Linked DNA regions of Mus musculus: all the other regions are linked to region 1. A link is a contact called in public Hi-C and HiChIP or PLAC-seq data. All regions are on one chromosome and are shown on one strand. The core of a region is the stretch at or near the end of the contact, and the rest is flanking DNA. Distances in the headings are between cores, read along the strand shown. Region 1 holds the start of Dimt1 (DIM1 dimethyladenosine transferase 1-like (S. cerevisiae)). Region 2 overlaps Ipo11 (importin 11). Region 3 has its middle 3.6 kb from the start of Gm31452.

Evidence for each region. A called contact is a pair of places that touch in the nucleus more often than the background predicts. HiChIP or PLAC-seq counts read pairs in DNA pulled down with a chosen protein or histone mark.
Region 2: a contact with region 1 is called in an H3K27ac HiChIP or PLAC-seq map of embryonic stem cells, with 5 read pairs. The contact joins the enhancer-like site here to the promoter of Dimt1 in region 1. A contact is called at or near these places in 19 of 39 promoter capture datasets (the 3T3-L1 cell line, 3T3-L1-derived adipocytes, the C10 cell line and 12 more), 1 of 484 Hi-C or Micro-C datasets (embryonic stem cells), 3 of 115 datasets of contacts at active chromatin or transcription factors (the SCID.adh cell line and embryonic stem cells) and 3 of 9 other capture datasets (adipose tissue, liver and pancreatic islet).
Region 3: a contact with region 1 is called in a Hi-C map of CD8 T cells, with 2.0 times the contacts expected there. The contact joins the enhancer-like site here to the promoter of Dimt1 in region 1. A contact is called at or near these places in 5 of 39 promoter capture datasets (the C10 cell line, the HPC-7 cell line, HPC-7-derived erythroid cells and 2 more), 4 of 484 Hi-C or Micro-C datasets (CD4 T cells, CD8 T cells and fetal liver), 11 of 115 datasets of contacts at active chromatin or transcription factors (the 230-238 cell line, the SCID.adh cell line, bone marrow-derived macrophages and 6 more) and 3 of 9 other capture datasets (adipose tissue, liver and pancreatic islet).

The regions. Positions count from the first base shown.
Region 1 is chr13:106,944,964-106,948,596 of GRCm38.p6, reverse strand. Dimt1 (DIM1 dimethyladenosine transferase 1-like (S. cerevisiae)) reads right to left here and starts at 1,468. Exons shown (of 12, transcript NM_025447.4): 1 at 1,314-1,468; 2 at 938-1,011. The coding sequence starts at 1,392.
Region 2 is chr13:106,855,086-106,858,464 of GRCm38.p6, reverse strand. It overlaps Ipo11 (importin 11), which reads left to right. Exons shown (of 30, transcript NM_029665.4): 23 at 1,157-1,236; 24 at 1,647-1,727. Among named protein-coding and RNA genes, the nearest start is that of Lrrc70, 20 kb to the right of the region's middle. Within about 2 kb of position 1,729, at least 5 of the 459 cell types and tissues checked have an H3K27ac peak or open chromatin away from gene starts, as enhancers often do. A contact at or near this core is called in embryonic stem cells, where this site is marked.
Region 3 is chr13:107,058,364-107,061,798 of GRCm38.p6, reverse strand. No RefSeq gene overlaps it. Among named protein-coding and RNA genes, the nearest start is that of Gm31452, 3.6 kb to the left of the region's middle. Within about 2 kb of position 2,123, at least 38 of the 459 cell types and tissues checked have an H3K27ac peak or open chromatin away from gene starts, as enhancers often do. A contact at or near this core is called in CD8 T cells, where this site is marked.

The DNA.
Region 1 (3,633 bases), core at 219-2,718:
CTTCATTTTTTTCAGGGTTTATGTGGTTAACAGCAGTAGTACCTCAAAGGCATTAGGTATAAGTGAAAACCTGTATTTCCTAACTTAGGGGATATACTCAGCTTCTGGAGCCAGAACAAAAGCAAGAGCAATCGGTTCTACTGGTGGGTTCCTGCTTTCTACATTGGCAATAATTCCAGCAAACTGTAACTAATTGTAACTTCCAAAGAGTTCAAATGGGAAAGAGTGCATTCAAATGGAAAAGATTTCTCAATTCTTAACCACTGTACAGTTTTAAGAATATAGTAACCATACAAAACGTTACCAGTGTGCATATGCTTATGAGTAGAATATTCGGTGAGACTGGAGAACTATACTCTATGGCTCCAGGATGCTCCCTGTACCGTCTGTATTTTACCTCCAGGCCCTCAATCCTCCATAAGCACAGCACAGTAACCCATACAGAAGGAATCCTCCAAACAGTTCATATGCAGTACCATATCTTTTCCTGAGGAACAAACTCAGTGTGATTTGGACGTAAATTTACGGTCTGGAATAAAAAGAGTAACGATGATGTACTTAGAAAGTGATCAAAATGATACACGCTTGCAAAGTGGAGTTCAAGGCTGGCTTTGACACACACCATGTTTGAGGCCACCCTGAATTACATGAGACCCAGTTCCAAAAACAAGATGGAGCCTCCAAAAAGTGGAAATAATCTGGAAATCACTGGGCAATTCTCAACCCATCCAACATATACATACAGAGCAACTATTCTGTCAGGCACCCTATCTTGGTTTATATTTTCTTAGTATGTAGGCTGCGGTCGAGCATATCACCCTGCCTCAGCTTCCCCAAATGCTGGGATAATTATGGGCATGCAACTTAGGCATACAGGCATTAAGTAGTCAGAAAAATACAATCCACAAACGCTCTGCCTTTCATCGTTAACACCCACCTTATCGATGATGCTGTTAACAATTAGAGGATTTTTCAAAATGTGTTGTCCGATCCCTGTGTTGAACATGAGTCCTGAAATAAAACACGAAGCAGCCTTAATTTCCCAACTTTTCAAGAACCGATCTCAGGCCGTCCCAGAGAAGCAGGATGGACCCGGGACGGTTTCTGCTCCAATGCATCCACAAGCGCCGCGCTCCCGGCCGGGGTTGGGATGTATCTTTGAGTCCATCCATCCCTCCTGCTGGCAAGGAAGACCAGGCGCGCGCGGGGAAGGGTCAGCGCTGAGCGCCCACCCTCCTCGGGGCGGCTAGAGGCGCAGGCCACCGTAGGGCTCCCCCGCCGCGGGTCAGTCCCAAGCATCCTCCACACCGCACCTCCAGCTCGCTTCAGCTCCCGGCGCTGCTCCTGACGATCCCGCCGGCGGCTACTCGCTGCGGACTTGGCCTTCGGCATCTTCTCGGAGGAGTCCCTGTGCCAAGCGAAAGCAGCCGGGAACCGCGTGGAAGTCGCCCTCAGTCGCCGTCACGACTAGGCGCCCGAGAGGCCCACTTCCCCGCCCACTGCGATCACCGACCCACCCAGTCAGCGGCAGGCCGGAGCCCAGTGGCTGCTGGGAATTGTAGTCTCTTATGGGCTCCTCCCGCGGCAAGGCGGACTCGAGCCCAGTGGCTGCTGAGATTGTAGTTTCTGTCTGGTGAGCTCCTCCGGAGGCAAGGCTGGCTCCAGCGGGTTAGCCACCGGATTTTAGAGTTTTAGCTGGAGCAACAACTTCCCCAAGAGCCCGATTTCCCAGAGGAAACCGCGCCGCTCAGGCAGGCAGTTAGGATTGGTTGGGTCTCGGCAAATTGGGTGCTTCATTTGGCACTGCCCTGGGACATTCTGATATCTGCGGAAAGATCTCTCGTGTCTCTCCTGTTTCCCTGCAGGTTGTGGGCTGAGAAGCCTAGGCTCGATGGACACGGAGCTTGGTGGTTTAGGGTAACATGTCTCTCCGTTGTGGAAAGCAGTTAGATTAGAATTAGCTCTCGTTCCAACACGGCACTTACTGGTTACTTCTCTATGCTTTTTGTTCATTTTCTCGTCGTTTTGCTGAGTTCCAGCACTGGAATGTCATAGTTAAAATATGCTGCTCTCAATGTTTATTTATTGAAAGATAAAGGCTATAACAATTTCAAAACCCTGTAAATGGGATTGATTACAGGTATGTGTTGGATATTGTAATGGGATTATACGCCGGGCTGTAACATACAGAATAAAAGATTCATGGCTGTTTTTCTTGCCAGTGTAATGTTTCGGTTTTAATTTTTCTGTTTGTGCGCTGAAGAAAGTCTTTGCAATCAACCACCAAAGGCTACTGCTAAGAACCTGTTCCGTAGCCTAGGTTTTTGTTTGTTTGTTTTGGTTTTTGGTTTGTTTTGTTTTTCAAGACCGGGTTTCTCTGTATAGCCCTGGCTGTCCTTGGAACTCACTTTGTAGACCAGGCTGGCCTCGAACTCAGAAATCTGCCTGCCTCTGCCTCCCAAGTGCTGGGATTAAAGGCGTGCGCCACCACCGCCCGGCTTTTTTTTTTTTTTTTTTTTTTCTCGTAGCCTAGGTTTTAGTCCTTCCTTTCTTTGCTGTAATTCGAGCACAGGGAAAGTTCTAAAATATCCTAATATAATCTTTTATTTATAGTCGACTATTATGGGGTTCCCACCAAGGAGCACTTGAACACTGCCTATGAGCCAATGGAAAGCCTTTCTTCCAGCCGCAGGTGACTACAGCTGGGTATTCCGGACCCAAGTTCATTCATCTCTGAGCCTGGAAAGCCCTCAAGGTTCCCATCCCGCAGTTGCAAGCTAACTACAGTTACAAAAGCCAAAATACGCGATTAGCAAAAAAAAAAAAAAAAAAAAAAAAAAAAAAAAAAATTATGGCGTTGTTTTTCTTTCTGGAACTTAAGCTTCCCCTCGCAGTTACTGGCACTCAGCAATTCAAAGTTCCTTCGTGGAATCTGAACATGACATCACCACTGCTTTTACAAATAGCTTATTTTTAAAAGGGGGAGGTGTGCAGTCTCACACACCTAGCAATACCCCAGACTCCTGGTCTACCTCCCAGGGACATGGCGCCAGCCTTCTCTTCCCTATGGCAGCAGCACTGCGCATGCTAGACTTCACACTCGGCCCCAAAGCTGATGTTGAGACCATGCTGAAAGGCCTTCAGTTCATTTTTCAGATGCAAGGTCACTGCACACCTATCAGGACCACAACAATTACAACCTAGGCTAGGTACACGAAAATGGCAGCTTTGGTAATTTGAGAATTTTTCTGCATGGACATTCCTGGACTGTCAGCATTACGACAGTGATGAACAGGACAAACAAGAATCTGACTACTTTTTGAACAAAACAGAAGAAAAAACTAAAAGAAATGAATCAGGACAGTGTAGGGGTTAGTTCTAATGCTCAGGTTCTCCAACTGGCTCTTGATCCATCAATAAAGATACCAGCGCCCGATGACTGAGAATGGGGAGGGACACTTAGAGTTGAGTGGGAGGACGAAGGCAGAATGGAGAGAGCTGGGGAAGAAGAAGGAGGAGCTGTAGGAGATAATGCCAACCAGCCATGTGAGTTTTCCTTTTTGAGTGGCTAATGGACACTCTGTCCGATTATACCTGGAGTGGCAGAAGAGGTTTAGCAGTGCTCAGTCATTG
Region 2 (3,379 bases), core at 480-2,979, 90 kb after region 1:
GACTGTGCTGACTAGATAATGCCATTAATCACTTCATTCTCCCGAGACCCTTTCCTTTCTCTATTCCCTTCCCCCTTACTCCCCACTTTCTTTTCTTGAGGGCCTTAAAAAAATGTCATTCCTTATTCCTCCTCAGATTAGAAGAATTCTCAAGTAATAACTCAAAGTCTGTTTTTCAGTAACCAGCCCTTTGCCATTTCCTTGACATGCAATCATTCCCAAAGGCAGTGCCGGCTGCTTCCTGCTGATTCCCTAGAAAACTCTGTCTTTTAGTTGTCTTAGGGAAAGAAAGGAGGTGTGCTTGGCACAAAGGCCTTGTGTAGCTTCTTTTCCTACCTTGGGGATTTTATGTAGTGCCAGTCTGGCCGCGTCAGAACGTCAGCCAGACCGGTCATCTGAGCCTTCTCATGAGCAGGGTTCCACGCTTTCATGGTCAGCTTCATACAGCGACCCCACTCTGCCGTCTTCCCCCACTAAAAACTGAACACGCTTGCTCTCTACATACTTTTCTTTATAAACCAGGAAACCCCAGGACCCAGCTCAGGTTTTGGTTGGAAATGAAAAGTCCCAGCCGTGCGCTTTCCTAGCGTTGTTCTGACGACAGAAGGGAAGGGTGCCTTTCTCAGTCTTTAGAGTTTTACTGCTACAGGGTGAATGAGAGCACTGTTACATCTGACCAGCTTATGAATACTGGCTAGATTGTAGTCACGAAAATTTATAAAGAAAGCATGTAAGTTGCTCTTATTTTATTTTCCTTTTATCCAGGCTGGCATTGAACTCACAATCCTCCAGCCTCAACCTCTTGAGTGCTGGAACTATAATTGTGTGTCACCACCCTTGCTGTAACTTAGTTTTTCTTTTTCACTTGTTTGTAGAGATTTTTCTTTTTCTTTTTCTGATGATAAAACATTGTCAATCCTGTCTGATCTTCTATCCTAGAGCTTCCATCCAGCTGCCTTGCAAACGGTAAGCTGCATGCTTGCTGCTTCAGGAACCATAAACAGTCAAAATCCATTAGTAATCATGGTTAAAAACAAACTTGAGTGCTTCAAGTTGCTATAGCAACTTAGTTTTAACTAAAATGAATCATTACCTCACTTAAATTTTGAACAGCTAGTTAATTTGCTCTTTTAAACAATAATTACTGTTTTGGCAGAATTAAGTTCAGAGAATCTCAGAACCTGCTTTAAGATCATCAATGGCTATATCTTTTTATCATCAACAGAATTTTTACAGGTATGTCAGAACACCTTTTGCATTGTTAATAATTATATATTATTTTGGGGTTTGTGTGGTATCAGGAAGTGCCTTTTCAAAGTTCAGATTCGGTCTGATACTTTAGTGCTTAGAGATTTTATTTCCCTGTAAGTATTTCTCACTGTAGGAAGGGCGAGATCAGCGTCCAGTTCCACTGAAGCTGACTACAGAAGATGCACTATCTACGTAACTATATACTCAGCAGTCAGTGTAGCAGTAGCTTACGGCCTATCTTCTTCATTCTTCCTATGAGGGGTCTTACTTGAAAGTGTTTGCTTAGACCTTTAGTACCAATTCTTGAATAATGTGAGACCTTCCAAATTGAGTTTCTTGCCTTTTCAGTATTGTAGCTGTGTTCTTACACATATTGACCTTTGATTGGATTTCAGACATATGCAGCAGGTTTGTGCCAGTCCTTTTATGAGCTGCTACCAGAGATTACTACAGAAGGTCAAGTTCAAGTGCTGAAGGTATTGTCATTTTAAATTGATTGTCATGCTGATATTGGTGAGGCCGAGCCTCCATAGAATGGATGGCTGAGAAAGAGAGAAACTGATTGAATTCTAGCGAGTGTTCAATTTGGCCGAATTCCTTCCTCTGTACCAAAGGCATCAAATTTGAATGTGTGTACAAGTCACCTAGAGGTCTTGTTAAAATGCAGTTTTGGATTTCTCATTTTTTTTGTTTTGTTTTGGCTTGTTTTTATAATTTATTTTTAATAATTTTATAAATATTTTTATTTTATATACATTATTGATTTGACTGCAGGTATGTCTGAGTGAGGTGTCGGATCTCCTGGAACAGGAATTACAGACAGTTGTGAGCTGTCATGTGGGAGTTAGAATTGAACCCAGATCCTCTGGAAGATCACCTGTGCTCTTAATCACTGAGCCATCTCTCCAGCCCCCTGCTAATACGATTGTAGCTGATTGGAATAATGTCTATCCTAAAACCTCATTGGATAGAGATGAGTTAAAAGCCTTTTACCAACTTGTCCTAAACCTAGCAACCTTCAGTGTACCTTAAGTTTTCAGTTGTTTTGATAGTGTTCTAGGTATTCTAGTGGGAAGCAAGCCTCACCATGAGCTACACCCTCACCTTGGCAGCCTGCCTCCCAGACCGGGACTCAGACGTTAGTCTTCGTATGCTAAGCAGCAGTGGTCACTGCTTAGTTAGTCTTAGTTAGTCTACATTTGGGACAACAATTTCACTGACAGTTTTAACTTTAGTATTGAAGTTAGAAGCTAGATTTGTTGGGATCTTGTCCAGTTAAGAGCCAGTATCCTGTGAACTGTATGTATTATCTTTATATGACCTTCTATGAAAGAAATGCTATAACATGAGTATAGTAGCTAACGTATAACTGTATTAAACTATATCATAATATGTATATGCACATATGTATCCATATTTTACATATGGAATTTGAAAGCTGTAGCTGTTAAATGTCTTAATTTCTTAGCTGTGTTTTATATCAAATAAGAGAAGTAAATTCTGGCTAGACAAAGTCTTACTTTTTTAAAACTTTGTTAATTTTTTGGTTTTTTTTTTTTTCTAGACTGGGTCTCACTCTGTAGGTTTGGCTATCTTAGAACTCACTGTGTTGACCAGACTGTCCTCAAACACACAAAGATCCACCTACCTCTCTTCCCCAAGTGTTGGGATTCAAGGCGTGCACCACTATGCCTGGCAAAGTCTTTCAATCTTGACAATTACTTTTTTGTTATGAAAACTATGGCATGGGCTGGTGAGATGGCTCAGTGGGTAAGAGCACCCAACTGCTCTTCTGAAGGTCAGGAGTTCAAATCCCAGCAACCACATGGTGGCTCACAACCATCCGTAACGAGATCTGACTCCCTCTTCTGGAGTGTCTGAGGACAGCTACAGTGTACTTACATATAATAAATAAATAAATAAATAAATAAATAAATAAATAAATCTTTAAAAAAAAAGAAAACTGTGGCATTATCTTAGATCTTCAAGGTGAATTTTCTTCTAGTGGAACTCACTATAAAACGTTTATTTCCTATTAATCAATACATAGATACACAGATTTAACAGGAATAATAACCAGTTAGCACTCTGAGTGTATTGTCTGTTTTCGGTGGACACACACATATAT
Region 3 (3,435 bases), core at 874-3,373, 110 kb before region 1:
AAATAGAACTGATAGCTTTTGATCAAGAGTCGGAACAGTCAACCCCGGATACAAGGAGCCAGGTAGAAATCATAACTACCTTGTGTATTTATCTTGTCAGGGTTCTCTCAATGAACAGAACCAATAGAATTAATAAATACTAAAGAAGGGTTTATCGTATTGGCTTACATGATACAATTGGGTAGTTCAATAGTGGCTTTCTTCACACTGGAATAGCTGAGCACAAGTAGCTGCTTGGTCCATGAGACTGGATGCCAAGGCCTGAAGGATTTCTGGAGAGCCACTGGTCTCCAGTCCACATTGGAAGACCAAAGAAGTAGAGTTCTGACTTCAACAGCAGAGGCGGCTGCCGCACTGACAGAAACAGAATAGACGACCTTGGGAACATCTCACCAGGGAGATGCCAAGACAGGCAGGCAAAAAGCTTTTCCCTCCTCCGCACATCTTTATATGTGGGACCATGTAGAAGATGCTGCCCAAATTCAGTGGGTCTTCCCACTTGAGTTAAGGTAATTGTAGGAATGCCCACAAGTTAATCTAATTGAGATAATTCCTCACAGTCGTCTCCAGAGTCTTGCCTCTTCGATGATTCTAGATCCTACCAAGTCAATGGTATTAATTATAATACTTTATAACTCAGGAAATTCTGATCCTTCCATTTTCTTTCTGGCTGGTATTAGAGACTTCCCGAGGCTCTTTTGAGGTTTTTTCTTTCTGTTCTCAGGAGCTTCTTCGGGAGATGGGGTGTTTCCGTCTCAGAGGAAACTGCTCTACAACACTTCAAGCAGGGAAGCCTGGTGGCTGGACACAGACATCGTCCTGCAATCCGCTCAACATCTTCCACACACTCCTGAGATGCCCCAAGAACTGCGTGGTTACTTGCTCCTGTTTATCTGGATTTCGTGTTCTGTCTTTTGTACTATTGACTCTGTACTGTCCTTGCTCCTGCTGCCGGCATAGAAAACTACATTCCAGGCCTCAGTTGGAGCCATGATGAGGATTTCAGGACCCTACGTGGCTCATTCACCTCAAATTCTGCTTGGATTAATGTTGCTCAAACTCCCCACCAGTCCTCCCTCTGATCCTCCTCTCTATATAGCTTTCATCACATTGGATTTTTCTTTCCATGGTATGTGATGTCACTAGACCACCCTAGCCATTTCTAAAACAGGTATTTCTCACCAGCCAGCCCTCATAACTCTGACTCTATACCTAACTATTAATTTTTAATAAATCATTCTATTTTGAACCATATGTTAGAATTTTTAGGTTGCCGTTAAAAGTATGTATGAATATACACACAGAGATAGGCTACATAATCTTTAAACATAGGAGGGGAGGTGACTTGAACCCTCCTTAGTTACGGTATAAATCGTACATCCGTGACTATCTCCAAGTTCCCAAAACTTTCAGAAATGTTTTGCCTTGTGCTGCAGTAGTTCTCTGGCTCAGTTCCACTTCAGTCTCGCTAAAACAGAAAGGATAAGGCAGGCACCGATCACATCTCCTGCCAGCCTAGGGCTCAGCTGCAGATAATGGTTCAGAGCCTTCTGGAAGCTCAGGTGCCAAGTGGTGAGCTGAGGTTCCATTTGCTTTTGCAACAGCGGACTCAGATTCCATTATCTTCCCTTCCCACTCAGGAGCAGGGTTCAGTTACTCGTTAATTTTGAGTGGGTTTCCTAAGAGATGCAGGAAAAGATTTCCTGCAGATGTGAGCTGACAGCCTGGAAGCACTAACAAGGGACGTCATAAAATCCCTTCCTTGGGAGTCTTTATGAAAAGCGAAGCCACATGAGTCTTGTTGAAACGTCACGGAAGTACATAGGAAACGTGGAAGGGGTGAGATGTCATATAATTCAATTATTTTATAGCAACAGATGGACTATTAATTTAAAATAAGAAGCAACATCCAATTAACAGCAGAGTTGGTGATTCCCAAATTCCACAGGTCTTTGAACTGGGAATTGATGGAAACTTCACCTCACTTTCTTGCTCAGCCAAAGTTTTGGTCTCTGTGTTACACAAGCAACATGCTGCAATTGCTACTCAATATCAGAAGAGGCTGCCTGCCTTCTCCTGTGTGGTTCTGCTGCTTGGAATCACGTGGAGGCTTTCTGATGTGGGTAGGCTGTGGGATGTGGGTTTTTTATTGCTCAAGTTCGCCTCTGCTCACTCCCTCCCTGTATTTCTTATGCTGAAAGAGGATGAGCAATGAATACCTGTTGCCCAAGTCTCTCAGTAGACAAAAACAGAGTTCTGCTTTGGCACCAACGCAATCAGGTTCCACACTTGGCTGTAGTGATTTCATACTTCAACCATCTTGTCAACCAGAAGGCATAGCAACAGTCCACATCCTAAGCTGTGAGTTCAGATCCCTTTTCATTTGTCGGCTCATATAAATGCAGTTTCATTTATGGGTTGTTAATGGCAATCCCTCATTACATGAGCAAATGCCTGTGGAGAACACACACCATGCTCTTCTTAGGAAGTTTATTTAAAGTCACTAGGTTAATAGGGTGTCTTACTTAGGGTTTCCATTGCTGTGAAGAGATACCATGACCAAGGCAACTCTTATAAAGGACAACATTTAATCGAGGCTGGCTTATAGGCTCAGGGGTTCAGTCCATTATCATCAAGGCAGGAACATGGCACTGTCCAGGCAGGCACAGTGCTGGAGGAGCTGTGGGTGCTACATCTTGTTCTGAAGCAGACAGGAGAAGACTGGCTTCTGGGCAGCTAGGATGAGGGTCTCAAAGCCCACCCCCACAGTGACACACTTCCTCCAACAAGGCCTAACAGTACCACTTCCTATGGGCGAAGCACATTTAACCAGCCACATAGGACGTGGTTAATCAAACAGCTCAAGTTTTTCACTTGGCAACTGCTAAGACAAACCAAGCCTCCAGAGCCATATTCCACAGTCATCTTCCTTCACTGGTTCCTTAACCAGACCTCTTCCCAGTGATGCAACAGGTATATTGTCACTTACTACAGACTCGAGGGTTTTGTTTTATAGTTCATAGTCATGTAATATTCATTTATTAAGTGCCGCGTCTGCTCTCGACCAGCAAGAACGACACGACCACCAGTCCTTCTAACAGCAGTTTATTCAGCAAACTTCAGTCTTCATCTCTCTTCTTTCTCTTCATCTATATCTCCCTCTAACCCCGGGCCTCTCACTCTTATATACTCTCAGTTCCCATCCACTCACAACAGGCCATGTCACCACACCAGGCACGCAGCTTCAGCCAATCAGGTTGGCAGGGGCATGTCTCCACCAAATATGGACTTGTTTACACCGCCAGCATCATGGTACACCTGCGCAGTTCTCAAGATGGTCTTGGCTATTTTCAGGTGTATGAGGAAGTCAGGTACAAGTCATAAGACTTAGCTGCAGTCCCGGGCGCCATCTTGGGACTGCTGCCACACCCACTC